2 separate regions of the Zea mays genome follow, and region 2 is linked to region 1. Evidence: chromatin contacts called from public Hi-C data. All regions are on one chromosome and are shown on one strand. The core of a region is the stretch at or near the end of the contact, and the rest is flanking DNA. Distances in the headings are between cores, read along the strand shown.

Region 1 (6,926 bases), core at 2,582-5,081:
GGCTGTATATTCCGTCATACCATGCTACTGTATGTGATATGCATAAGAGCGAAGCACTGGCACGATCAAACTCTGGTACATGACATATCCTGACTGGGTTAATTCTGTTCTGTTCCCTCAGGCGTGTCCAGCACTGGAGCAGTAGCTGGAGGCGTTGCAGCTGGCACAGCGTTGCTGATCGCAGTGCCTGCTATTGGGTACGCATTGTGGCGGAGGCGAAAACCCGAAGAGCAATTCTTCGATGTCCCTGGTCGGTATTATAGTTATACACCACAGTGCGGTTGCTGCCATCTTGTGCTATTCACTCATTTCATCTATATGTGGTCTCCTTTCCATTCAGCCGAGGAGGATCCCGAAGTTCACCTTGGACAGCTCAAGAGGTTCTCGCTGAGAGAGCTGCAAGTCGCCACGGACAATTTTAACAACAGGAATGTCCTGGGAAGAGGCGGTTTTGGAAAGGTGTACAAAGGGAGACTAACGGACGGTTCACTGGTAGCCGTGAAGAGATTGAAGGAGGAACGCACCCCCGGCGGAGAGCTCCAGTTCCAAACGGAGGTTGAACTGATTAGCATGGCGGTGCACAGGAACCTTCTCCGGCTCCGTGGATTCTGCATGACCCCTACAGAGCGGCTGCTAGTGTATCCATACATGGCTAACGGGAGCGTCGCATCGCGCCTTCGAGGTAACCAGACCTTATTCTTTCTCGCCGCTCAAATCTTTTCTTCTGCATTTAATTGGAAACAGAGTGTCTACTGTTCCTGATGCTTTGATTGTCTACTGTTCCTGATGCTTTGATTTCGTAGAACGCGCGCCAAATGAGCCCCCCCTCGAATGGGAAACGAGGGCTCGGATCGCGCTGGGGTCAGCCAGAGGCCTGTCCTACCTGCACGACCACTGCGATCCCAAGATCATCCACCGCGACGTGAAGGCCGCCAACATCCTGCTGGACGAGGACTTCGAAGCCGTCGTGGGTGACTTCGGCCTGGCCAAGCTCATGGACTACAAGGACACCCACGTGACGACCGCCGTCCGTGGGACGATCGGCCACATCGCCCCCGAGTACCTCTCCACGGGGAAGTCCTCCGAGAAGACGGACGTCTTCGGCTACGGGATCATGCTCCTGGAACTCATCACCGGGCAGAGGGCGTTCGACCTCGCTCGTCTCGCGAACGATGACGACGTCATGCTCCTTGACTGGGTAGGTGGAGTCGATCTTTGAGTATGAGTACACTATGAGGTACCTTGTACCTAGCCTCGGTGCTAAGGCCTGAGAGGGAGGGAAGAAAGAAATGAAGAAGCTGCTGCTGCTGCTGCATATGCTTGTGGCGGGGTGTTGTGTGCTTGCAGGTGAAGGCGCTGCTGAAGGAGAAGAAGCTGGAGCAGCTGGTGGACCCGGACCTGCAGGGCCGGTACGTGGACCAGGAGGTGGAGTCGCTGATCCAGGTGGCGCTGCTGTGCACGCAGGGCTCCCCGATGGAGCGGCCCAAGATGTCGGAGGTGGCGCGGATGCTGGAGGGCGACGGGCTGGCGGAGCGGTGGGAGCAGTGGCAGAAGGTGGAGGTGATGCGGCAGGAGGCGGAGCTCGCCCCGCGCCACAACGACTGGATCGTCGACTCCACCTACAACCTCAGGGCCGTCGAACTGTCCGGCCCGAGGTAGGGAGGTAGATGATCGCCGTCGGGATCCTTGTCGTCTGTGAATATGACAGCGGATAGGTAGCTTGGTGGTTGGTCCTGTCTTTAATGATAGCTGCGAAACTGTAGATGAAATTGTGTGCTCGTCTTCTGTAACCTGAGTACCTGACATCTCTGACATTTTTTTTCTGATATTAGAGAGCCGTATGACACCAGCCTCTGTTGAGCCAAGCCGTTTGTTTATTAATAGGAGTAGTTGTGTTTTTTTTTTTTGGCGATGGCGTCCCGGTCCGTAGCTGGCGAGCACGTCGTTGCTGTGGCTGCGTTTGGGTGAAGGCTCGCTTCGAACAGCGGGGTGACGCGCGTACGGGTTAGAGAGCAGTGACCTGCCGACTGTATCGTGCTGGCTGCTGGGCGGGCAGGCATAGCAAAGCACAGCATTGCTGCGCTGGGCGCGCGCGCTCAGGTTGTCAGTCATGCATCGGTGGTAGACCCCGGTCAGCCCGCCGCTCACCGATCACTCACTGCTACTGCACGTCCATGCTGGGCACTACGCCACTACCAATCCCGCTCGTGGTACGGTGGTGGGCCGTCGTTTCCCCAGAAACGGACCATGCAATCTGCAACAGTGTCACTCATGCAGCGCAGGCAGTCACAAGACAGCCTTATACAGGTAATTAAGGACCTGTTCGCAGCGTGAGATTTCTCGTGTTTCCAACGGGCCGGGATTGAAGTACAAGTACAACCAAACGAGATCAGCATGCATCACAACTCCTAGTACTCATTTAACCCCTAGCAGTGTAGCACTAGTGTGACACTGAGAGAGAACAAACGGCTACTCATATACAGTACAGTACAACACCGACGACGAGTGTCCCTGACATATATCACATCACATAGCTTTGGCGCCAAATGCATGCCTAGCTCCTAACCAAAGATCGACGAGTGTCCATGCATATGTATGAGCAGCAGTCCAGTGTCCTCCTCTAGGCTAGTCTAGCGGGGAAGGCACCCGAAAGAACCTGCCGCGGCACATGCAGCGGTAGGCGACGGGGCAGGACTCGGAGGCCTGCATCGCGCACCTGAAGCTCACGATGACGCGCCGGCACGGGGAGCACGGCCCGCACGCGTGCGCGCAGTCCGGCAGCCGCGACCCCGTCGCCGCCGCGCGCTCCTTGAGCCACCACAGCTTATCCTCCTCCTCCTCCTCCTCCGCCGCCGCCGCCACCACCACCGACGGCGACCCGTCCTCACTCCGGCCCGCTGGTCTGTAGTAGGTTGCCCTGCTGCTGCCGCTGCTCGCGTGAGCACCAGCAGCAGCCGATGCCTCCGCGTGGAGCAGGGCGGCGTGGTCACCTGCGTGTGGTTGTTTTCAGTTACACAGGCAGCTGTATGCAATATACATACATAGGAACAACAACAAGAAAAGAACGTCGTCAGCGTGTGTCGTCGTTCGGATGGCACATGTGCTGTGTCATGCCATCTCTGATGGTAACGGGAGGCGCGCCACGTCGACCTGACACGTCAGTACTTACTGCGCTGCGCATGTACTCTACACGCTACAGTACGTCGGACCGATCGACACTGCTGCAAGTGAAGTTTGTGCAAGCTTTTCCAAGTTCTGGAACATGCATGGAAGGTGAACCGACAGAGGAATCAAAAAAATAAATTAAGTAGCTACAGCCTACAGCTCAGATATAATCATGCATCAACTCACGTGGTGTCGTCGTTCTGGCGCCGTCGTCGGCAACGACGTGCGACGACGACGAACTGACGATGAGCAGCAGGAACACCAACACGACCGCTGCTGCTGCTGCTGGGGCTGACGGAGTTGGAGCCCGCCATATCCCGCAACTAGCAGAGGACTCGCGCATTCTCATTATTCCTCGCTTTCCTGGTAGTAGGTGCTCTGTGGTGGTTCGACGAGCTAGTAGAACGGCAAGAAACACAATATGCCGAGGAGAATGAAAGAGAGAGACCAAACACAGCTGCTAGCAAAGCTACCCAGCGATCAGAGTTGGGAGTTGGGAGTTGGGACTTGGGAGGGGACGCTTGTGCTTGCATGCGGGTATATAATAGCCTTAATAGGACACAGGCATGCGCAGGCGCATCAGAGCTTGGTCCAGGTGGCCATAAATAACTGGATGGATGCATGCGCCGGGCGGGCGATCGATAGATCACAGGATCCCCGGTTGGATTCACATGGATGAACAACCCTCGGGCCGGCCGGCCGGCCCGGGCAGGAAATCGGCTGGGCATGCACCAAGACGATGCCGACACGCGCGCGACAATGACGAGGGCGCGACGGAAGATAGATAGCAGTAGATGTGGGCGTATGAAGGCCGTGCTAGCTCGATCGCACGCACGCCTGTGCGCGAGGGAAAGCAATGGCGCGGCGGGGCGTGGCTCGTTGCATATTTATGGCTGGCAGCTGGCTGGGTGGGTAGCTTGGCTCTCACTCTCAGAAGCGCCGCCCGGGCCTCGCAGTTACTACTTACTAGGGCGCGCCGCGCGCGTCGTCGTCGTCATCTCGGACTCGGAGTGTTTTTTCTCGGTGCAGCAGCGCATGCATGCATGCATGATGCATGGCGCTTCCTCTCTCTCTCTCCCGTGGCCGCACGCCTCAGCTAGCAGGCCGGCGCGTACCCAGAATTCGTTGACAGGGGGTGGAGGTCCATTGTTAAACAAACAAACAAAAAACGCTACTATAATATAGCTTACTTACTGTCAAATTAAGTTAAGTAGGACATATGTGGACATCATAAAACTATACGAGTCCAGACTCCAGATTGCTTATTAACTGTAGTAGTCCCGGAAGGAGATATATATATAGAAGAAGAAAGCCTTCTTTTTTATGGGTATTTTGAAAAATAAAGGCGATATCTTAACTCCCCTCTTCATGTTTTAACAAATCTGCAAGATATATATAGTCATATAGTATGCTTCATTTGAACAATAGATAAATTCTCTCTCGTATTCTCTTTCTTCATTTGATTAACTACCTGTTATGTGAAAAGGAATACGGGGTTCACTACTAGTACTACTGCAAGTTTGTTGCACGTACAACATTCTTTTCAAAACCAAACACTTGATTACTGCAAGTACCAGACAACTCACAAGACTTCGTAAACACGCGCGCGCGCACACACAATATATATATATATATATATGATTAAATATGATTTTTATTAATTAGAATGAAACAGATAAAAGTTGAGCACACATTGACATATATTTTGAAGATGCTTGGTTTCTAGTGACTAATTTTTAGTCCATACATTTAATTCCATTTTAGTTCTTTAATTGCTATATACGAAAACTAAAATAAAGTTTTAGTTTCAGTATTTCATAATTTAGAGAAAAATAGAATAAAATAAAGAGACTGTAAATTAGACCCTAGAAACCAAACACCGATCCGCTGTCCACACTAGGACCACCTATGTATATATAGCTCCACCCTGAGTACATACTCCTATAAAATACTGCGGCTGTGCTGCCGTTCTGTACGTTATTCTGCTCTTGCTGCTCTCAACAAGGTTCTGAATGCGCGTACAAAATTATTCTTCTGCCAGCTCGGTTTGGTTTGCATGGTTAATGAACAGACCCAGTCAAGCTGAATCAGTCGGCGTCAATGAATCTGTGAGCTCCATATATATAAATAAATGCTACCAGTGTAATATATAATGGACCGGCTAGTAGGATGCCGACGTGTCTGATTCGGGTGGGATAGAATATACTCCCTCCCTGTAATTTAAATCAAGAGACGATTTGTATTTTTTAGAATACATTTCTTTTCGTTTCTACTTATATACGTTTAAAATCATACAGTGTATATCTCAATATATAGCGCAAGCTATGCATCTAGAAAAGAATAGAAGTTGCATTCACAGATTGATCTCTATATTTAGATTTTGCCAACTAACACTTGATGGATTGATTTTAGTTCTACTGTTTACACCACCAATTGTTTATAGAGATTTCATACGACGAGGATTGTTCAAAGGGGAGGAGAAAGAAATATTAGAGTGGCTAACGAGCTCTAAGCCTACGTTGGAGCCATTTGGATACATCGCCTTGTAATTAGATGATGATTTTGTTCTCTAGTTGTGTGATATTTTATTTATGTCTTTAATAACAAGGAATCTGATTTCTATGTCGCGTTTAGATAATAACAAGAATAATTGTTATTTTGGGAACATGAAGTGTACTATTAAGATCGATGTTGATCTCGTCGTTTGACAAGACAAGCTCTATTTCTTCCCCACTGCGGTCATGTGAATGAGATGAATACATATCTTCTATGAATGCATGTGATGTAAGTGTTAATAATAAGCGTAAGAGAAATGATGATTGATCGTCGTTGAAACTATCGCACCGCCATTTAAGCCGTATTTCGAGAAGGATCGAAGGATTAATAAAATAAGAGTTCTGCAACCATCATACCTTTTAGATTATGACCAAATGCATAGACTGCATTAAGATGAAGTATGTGAAACAAATAGGAAAGACGTTAAACGAATGTTCATTTTATCTTGATATGGACTTGTCAGATCGATGGTATAATAGAAGACAAGACCGGCATTCGAACTAATGTTCACCGCTAACTCCTCACCACGTAAAATTAAATGAGAGCCGTCAATGTGTGGTCAACAAAAAAAAAGCGCCACCATCACCGCTTTATTGACTCCACGTCGACTGTCAGAATCTATCCCACATATAGCCCAATCATAAAACTACAGCTCCATTTTTTCCCTATTCCAATATAGAGGTTATGATCTAAGATCTTATAGAGTATACTCCCTCCGTTTTGTTTTAATTGTCGCTGGATAGTACAAAATTAAATTATCCAGCGACAACTAAAAAGAAACGGAGAGAGTAATAACGCTTCATGTTCGGACAACAAGAGCATATGTTCCTACCCCTATTTTCCTTTTTTTTTTACACTCGATCCATAGCTTCTTGTGGCCGGACGCAGCATAACAATAGTTCACATATGTATTAGATACAAGCTGCGATGTAGTATCACTAGGATCCGTGGCGCAATGGTAGCGCGTCTGACTCCAGATCAGAAGGTTGCGTGTTCGATTCACGTCGGGTTCAAACTTCCGAAAACATGATACAAGGATCTGTTTTTTTTAATTTCTCTTGCTTTTCTAAAATTGTTGACATGAAGCGAAACATGGTACATGCCAATCAAATCGTTTTTTTGCTTAATCCGTGTGAGAAAGTTTAAAGGTACCAATGTTTTGAGGTGGAGAAGGCCGGTTCAATTTTTTTTGAAGAATTCTAATT
Region 2 (6,926 bases), core at 1,158-3,657, 190 kb before region 1:
GTATCAGGCTTTGCCACAGGTGCACGAGTAGCAGTTGAAGGTGCAGATGGGGCATGTGTTGCTGATCCCACTGTTTGCTTGTTTACTGTCCGCTTGGAGGCAGTAGCAGCATTAGCTGCGAAATTATAGAAGCCATTGGATGCACCAGGGACCGTGCTTGCTTTACCTGATTGTGCTGTCCTCTGTTGGAATGTCCTCACATTCCTCTTTTGGTCATATACAGCTCGCTTGGTTCTATCGGATAGCACCGTGTATGCCTCTTGAACCATCTGGAAAGCACCCTCAGCGCCCACTGACTTGTTTTTATCAGGGTGGAACTGAAGAACCAACTTCCTGTACTGTTTCTTGATCTTTTCATCGTTTGCGTTCATGGGAACGGAAAGGATAGAGTACCAGTCCTTCTCCCCAGCAACCTTCCCTTCTGAAGCAAGATAGATATCAAAGGTGGCGATCATTTGATCAACGCCCTCAAGCGCAGGAAAGAGAGTCTGAGCCTTGAGGGCGAATTTCCTGGCACCCTGCAAGTCCCCTGCTTCAAACTTCTTCTTTGCAATACCCTTCGCCCTTTGGGCCTCATCTTTGTTGCATTCCATTTCTTCCCACACCTCCAGAAGTACAAATAGCTACACCTTTCAGATTTCACAATTGATTAGAATTTAGGTCCTCAGAGTCCCAAAGCTACTTTCAACAATCAGCGCCGAACGCGTGAGCATACAAGAAGTTTTCAAACCCTGGCCAGAAGGAAACAAATGTTAATTAAAATCGTGAAACTTGCAACTTGTTAACAGGGGTGGACCCAGTATAAGACATGGGTGGACAAGTACACATATACACCTGACAATTTTGCAACAAATCGAAGTTAGTAGGTGCAGCTCATGTATATGCTTGTGCTTGCAACTAGTTCAGATCCAAATACAAATAGCTTAAATTAGGGTTTGGGACAGCAGGGGCGGACCTAGTAAAGGACATGGACGTACACATGTACACCCAATAATTTTTGCAAAGAAACCGAATTTAGTAGGCATAATAATACATGCATCGAGTTTTTTTTGACTTTTTAGGATCTTCGTGCCTACACATGTACACCCAATAATTTTTGCAAAGCAACCAAATTTAGTAGGCATAATAATACATGCATCGAGTTTTTTTTTTACTTTTTAGGATCTTCGTGCCGCTTCGACCATTTGACACACTTATGTTTGAGTTCTAGAAAATGGCATAAATAATGTGTGGCGGTTTAATTTTTAGGACTTTATTGTTTAAAAACTCAAAAGACATTGTTCCTTTTTAATTTTCATGTATATGTAACAAGCAAAGACGGACCGTGTCTGCTTTTGCTGACACTGCTAGCTCTGGAAAGAAGAAAGAAGGATTCCACGGTGTTGCAAACCATCAGGAAATCCTGAGAAAAGAATAGAGGTTACTGGAACAGGAGGAAAGAACGTAGGGTTCCGTGAGATCTATCTGCTTGGGTTAATTTGGTCCTTTCTTATGTTCTGGAGAGACAAAAAACTATAAAACTTATTAAAAAGGATTGAAATCTGCTATCTAAACTATTCATGTCCTAAAAAATCAAGGACGGACGACGTATTTGTGTCATTTTCGCGAAAACAACTAAAGCTGACTCGTTTTGTCGAAGCGGCGATAAAAGGAGTCCTAAAAATGCAATTTTCTCACATGCATATACACTTGTAATTGGATTCAGATCCGATTACGAATAGTATTTTAGGGTTTGGGCGCATGTTTTGACCTACGAATTACGTTACAGTTTGGGCGCACGACTTCGCACAGCAGGAAGGGAAGACCAAGGGGAGGGAATACCTGCTGTCCTGGTGGTGCTCGTCGCCGGCCAATGTCGTGGGTGGCAAAGTAGGACAGCAGCAAAGGCCGGCCTAGTCGTGGCCCGTGGGTGGGTGGGGGTTGCGCGCATTCTTAGTGTGATGCAAGAAGACAAGGCAGAGTAGGTTCCAGCATACAGCTACAAGCGGATTGGGTGCGTAATGACATTTTTGAGCGAGTGCCGGTCTGAGGCTGGAGCCTGGAGCAGAATCAAGCAGACGGAGAGGGGCGAGCTGTTGGCGTGTAAAGGAGAGAGAAGATCGGGGCGCTGTGCGGACGGAGACCTACCTGCGAACCTGTGTGCCGGCCGCGCCGGAACCGGTCGCGGGGACACCGGGGAGTGCAGAGGGCGGACGCCGCCCACCCGCTCCCCAGGTGGCAGTCGACCGAGCGCGGTCCCCTCTCCAGGTTGCGGCGCGACGAGCGGAGAGAGGAGATCGGCAGCGGGCGAGACAAGTTCAGGCGACTGGCGAGCTCGGCCGCAGGGGAAGAGGAGGCGACCGCCGCCCTCCCCGGATGGATCACCAGTGACTTTCCTCTATCTCCTCTGTATTCCTCTACCCTGCCTGTGAGGCTCTAGAAGATGGATCCTGTAAAATAGGGACAAGGCACTGTAATAAATAATAATAATGAGAATATAGATCAAATATTTTGGCCACCACGAGCACGATCTAAAAATAGGAACCCAAATCACGAACTACGAAATAATATAAGCCGAGCTAGCATGACTCGAAGACAGGTCTAAGTCATGCCTCAAATTCCGGTCCATTGGACCCGTCACGGTCCGTACACATGGATCGGTCTTGGTTCCACACAGCCCAATAAAACTCATATTGTTTAGGGCCCGTTTGGCAAAGCTCCAGCTCCTGCTTCTTTAGCTCCAGATCCTGATCCTCTTGAGGATCTGATCCTCCTGATTCTCCTAGAGAATCAGAATCATTTTTAAAACCGTTTGGCAAGTAAACTGATTCTTGTATGCTGAGAGTTTGTGGTCTGTGGCGATTGTCTGTTTTACCCTTTGCAGTTCAACTTTGTTACAAACCAATAAGTAGAATGCATATACGGAAAAAAATTATGAAACAATAACATATAAAATATTCCCATCATAGTAGTGCATAAAATGGTCTCAAATGTTTAATCCATAAATTGCATAAAATTAGCACGACACAATATCCAAAATATGACACGAACCACCTTTTCTAATCACCTCGACTCCCAAAGTACCTTCGATACATCATCACGGAACCTATTCATGTTCCTACTACTCGACCCTGTGGTGGATGTATCTGATGCATTCTGAGGGACATGTCGCCTATAACGGGATAGAATAGTAGGGATATAATCTGGGTCTCGATCACATCTCTGAAATTCCTCATCCAATGCACTATTCACACGGTCGTGATCTGCAGACGAGCAGGAAGCCAGCCAGACGAACACACAAGCACACGGTAAGAAGAAGCACGTACCTGGGAACCGCAGGATAGCAGAGCTCTCGCTGGAGGACGGCGAAACTGCTAGAGATGGTCGAAACCCTAGCCGCCGCTCCCTTCAGCAACAGGCAGGGATCAGGGACAGAGGACGCACGCCGTGGAGGGTTGCGAGAGGGGCTCGTTATGTTTTTCTCCAATGGCAATTGCGGGTAATTTCGATCAAACTTTAAGGGGAGGTCCATATTTGGTTGATTGAGGAGCTGTTTTAAGGGAGGGTGGAGCAGGTTTTTTTAGATCCCACATTTCTTCACAAAAACGACTCCCAATCTTTCGGCTCCATACGAGAATCAGTTTAAAAAATACTCGTTTGGCACGGCTCCTCCAGATCCTCGCTTAGAATCAGGAGCTGGAGCTGTGCCAAACGGGCCCTTAATTTCTTGAATTTAGTAAGCTATAGAGTTTATATTGCTGTAATATTTGGACTCTGTGTGGTCAAATGATGATAGCATTATTCAATATCTTTAATTTAGTAAGCTATGAATTTTATGTAGTTGTAATATTTGGATTTTATGTGGTTGTAATATTTGGGTCTCGTTTAGACCGGCACGACCCAACAAAGACATGACGTGCTTTAGAGCCAGGTTGGATCACTGTTTCTACTCTTTGGGCTCGGCCCAAAAGTTATTTTTTTGCTTTCTTGGCCCAAGCCCGTTTGGCCAGAAGCACGATGGGCTCAGGCCGGTCCGGCCCAATTCCTAGCACTATAGATGACATTGTTTAGCATTGTTTGCACAGTTAAGTTTGAAATAGTGGATGAAATAGAGAATTGAATATAAGATTTGTTGGAGATGGTGTGAGGATGTGTTTGGTTGTGGGTCGAGACACGACAAGACAAGAAGGTTACTTAAATTTGGTTGTTTGGTGTTGAGACAGAGTCCCGAGAAGTACACTCTCATTAGATATTGTCCTTAGTTGTCCATTATAATTGGACGAATAACTCCCTCACAAATCCATTTTCATCCTCATTCGTATCTAGTGTCCGTCGTCTCCTTCCTGGCCGCCTCTTTCATCCTAGTGTCCTTCGTCTTCCTTCATGGTCACCGATGAGTCCACGAGTTACTTTCTCTTTTGCTCTCATGTTCTCTTTTCCTTTCCCCACGACACCTTCCAACATGTCGTGCATCTCCCATGGAGACGTCACGAGTGAAGTTGTTGTCAGGCTGTCGGGCTCCGTCAACGGTAGCAGCCACCGAGCCGGCTACTACATGGTCCAGGGTGAAATGTCCATAGGGGTCGGCGACGCCGGTGTCCGTTGTGGTCCCTAGAATGTCCATCGTGGCCCGTCGTGCTCGCGACCTAGTGGTCATGTTGGTGCTCACTAGTGCTAGCTCATCCTTCATCTCACATTTTTATATTAAATTCGAAGGTATAGAATGTAGTGCTAGCTCATCCTTCATCTCACATTCTCATCCAATGAATAGAGACATTCTCAAAGGGAGTCAAGCCACCTTCAGCCTTTCCTTTCAAATCGGTTTTCTTTGCTCAAGTTGTAAGGTACAGGATCCCTAACACATTGCATATATACATATAAGTTGGATTGTTGTTTGCTTGAGATTATTCCCCCAAAAATAATGATGTGGTTTGAGAATTTTTATGGCATGCCATATGTTTTATTTATATTTGATGCTTACATGTAGATGGATAAAAGGATCAAGGTTATAGTTTGCGTTGCTGTTTCATATATGTTATTGTCAATGATGGTCGTGATTATTTAGTCTAGAAAATGAAAATAAAATGCAAGGAGGACAGGGATTACTTATGCACCCACCAATGCATGTAAGGGTTAGAATGTGTTGGGGCCTCTTTAGGCGAAGGTCCTCAAAACATTAACTAACCATTTATTTTTCAGTCTCTTTCAAGTGTAGCAGGACAGAAACTGAAGGACACCTTTGTCCAGGGACGGTGAGCAGTCGTCATAGTTGTAGAAACGAAGCTAAGAGCTTCGGACTATTGACACTTGCACGTGATGAAGAAGCTGGCTAGGACAAGACAAGGTCACCATGACTTGTTCATCAAGGATACAAGAAGGAAATACAACACTACTGTTAGCTTACTCGTCAGTACAAATGTATAGACTGAAGGGCATACTTGTAATTCTAACGAAATTGTACCTCATGCCTATAAATAGAGGAACAATGTGATACATTAGATACACTTTTTCGGTTAGATAAAATCAAACCGCTCTGCCTATGAAGCTATATTTCCCTTACCTTTCGTCTTGTAATTTCGAGAAGCCGAAGGTATATATGTAACCATTTATTAAACTATACTAAGAAAATGAAATTATATTTTATGAGGTTGAATCATGTGTTTCATCATTATGTTATGCACTACATGTCCTTAAATTTTTTCATTTTTTCCTATTTATTTCATGCATATTCATCCTTTATTCAACCTCATCTTTAATAAGAGAAGGTTGAAGGATGAAAATGAAGCTTAATTTAACTGTGTTGCCATGTTTTTGTTATCTCGAAGGAATCAAAAGCAAGTGACCAATAGAATGAGAATTGAGTATCTCAACACAAAGATTTGGAGGGATGACACAACATGTATAAACATGCTTATATTGAAAAAAAGCTTGTTTCTTTCGCCTACTAAACTTTTTAGAGAATGTGGTTTACTTAAGGACACTATCCATAAATGTGTGTCGAACAAGTGGACATGTTTCTAAACACATTTGGGAATAACCTTAGGAATAGGTTGATTGACACCAATTTTGGTAGATCTGGGGAAACAGTTAGTCGTTATTTCAATAAAGTTCTTCGTGCAATCGGTGAGCTATGAGAGAAACTAATTAGGCCACCTTCATTGGACACTCCAACCAAAATAGTAGGGAACTACAGACGGAATTCTTACTTTAAGGTGTGAAACTCATCACTATTTTGTTTTTTGGTCTATGTTCATGTTGCACATACGTCCCCTAATGTTCCATGCTTGTATTGCCCTTAAACTAGGATAGTATTGGAGCTATTGATAGTACACATGTAAGAGCTAATGTTTCTAGAAATATGGAGCATTCCATACGTGGTAAGAAGTCCTATGAGACTCAAAATGTAATGGCAATCATAGATTTTGATATTTGTTTTCACTTATGTGTTGGGTGGTTGGGAGGGAACAACTCATGATGCTAATGTATTATGAGATGCTTTAGGACGTGTGAATGTGAAAACACCTAATATGTGATCCTACAAAATATGACTTACACAACACAAACTTGGTCTAATAAAAGGGATAGTGTGAACTAAAACCAAGTTTATATGAGAAGAGGGAAAAAAGAGTGGTTCCTTTCACTTGATTGCTCTATCAAAGTATGAATTAGACTTAGAGCAATATCACAAGTGAGAATGGAGAGCTTAGGAAGGCAACAATCGCAATAAAGAAAGTAGACAAGAGACATGACGATTTTTCTCGTGGTTCAGCCAAAGCCTACCTCCATGTTGTGGTGACCTCCTTTGGTCAAGGGTTGCATTCAATCCCTCTCAAGTGACCCATAGATCAAACTTGAGTGCTACAGTTATCTTCCTTATATCTTGATCCCATTTGTGAGGAATCTCCACAAGTTGGAGTCTCTCATGCCTTACACAAAATGATCACAAT

Evidence for each region. A called contact is a pair of places that touch in the nucleus more often than the background predicts.
Region 2: a contact with region 1 is called in a Hi-C map of bundle sheath, with 2.8 times the contacts expected there. The contact joins the promoter of LOC100383187 here to the promoter of LOC103641715 in region 1. A contact is called at or near these places in 8 of 25 Hi-C or Micro-C datasets (bundle sheath, ear, endosperm and 3 more).

What each region holds. Positions count from the first base shown.
Region 1 is chr10:124,402,279-124,409,204 of Zm-B73-REFERENCE-NAM-5.0, reverse strand. LOC103641715 reads right to left here and starts at 3,831. Exons shown (of 2, transcript XM_008665030.4): 1 at 3,352-3,831; 2 at 2,303-2,990. The coding sequence starts at 3,514. The coding sequence ends at 2,626. LOC542015 (somatic embryogenesis receptor-like kinase 1) reads left to right here. Exons shown (of 11, transcript NM_001111662.1): 8 at 122-250; 9 at 341-682; 10 at 804-1,198; 11 at 1,348-1,848. The coding sequence ends at 1,659. TRNAW-CCA (transfer RNA tryptophan (anticodon CCA)) reads left to right here and starts at 6,663; the gene lies at 6,663-6,734.
Region 2 is chr10:124,588,932-124,595,857 of Zm-B73-REFERENCE-NAM-5.0, reverse strand. It overlaps LOC100383187, which reads right to left and starts at 2,407. Exons shown (of 2, transcript NM_001350032.1): 1 at 2,128-2,407; 2 at 1-731. The coding sequence starts at 593.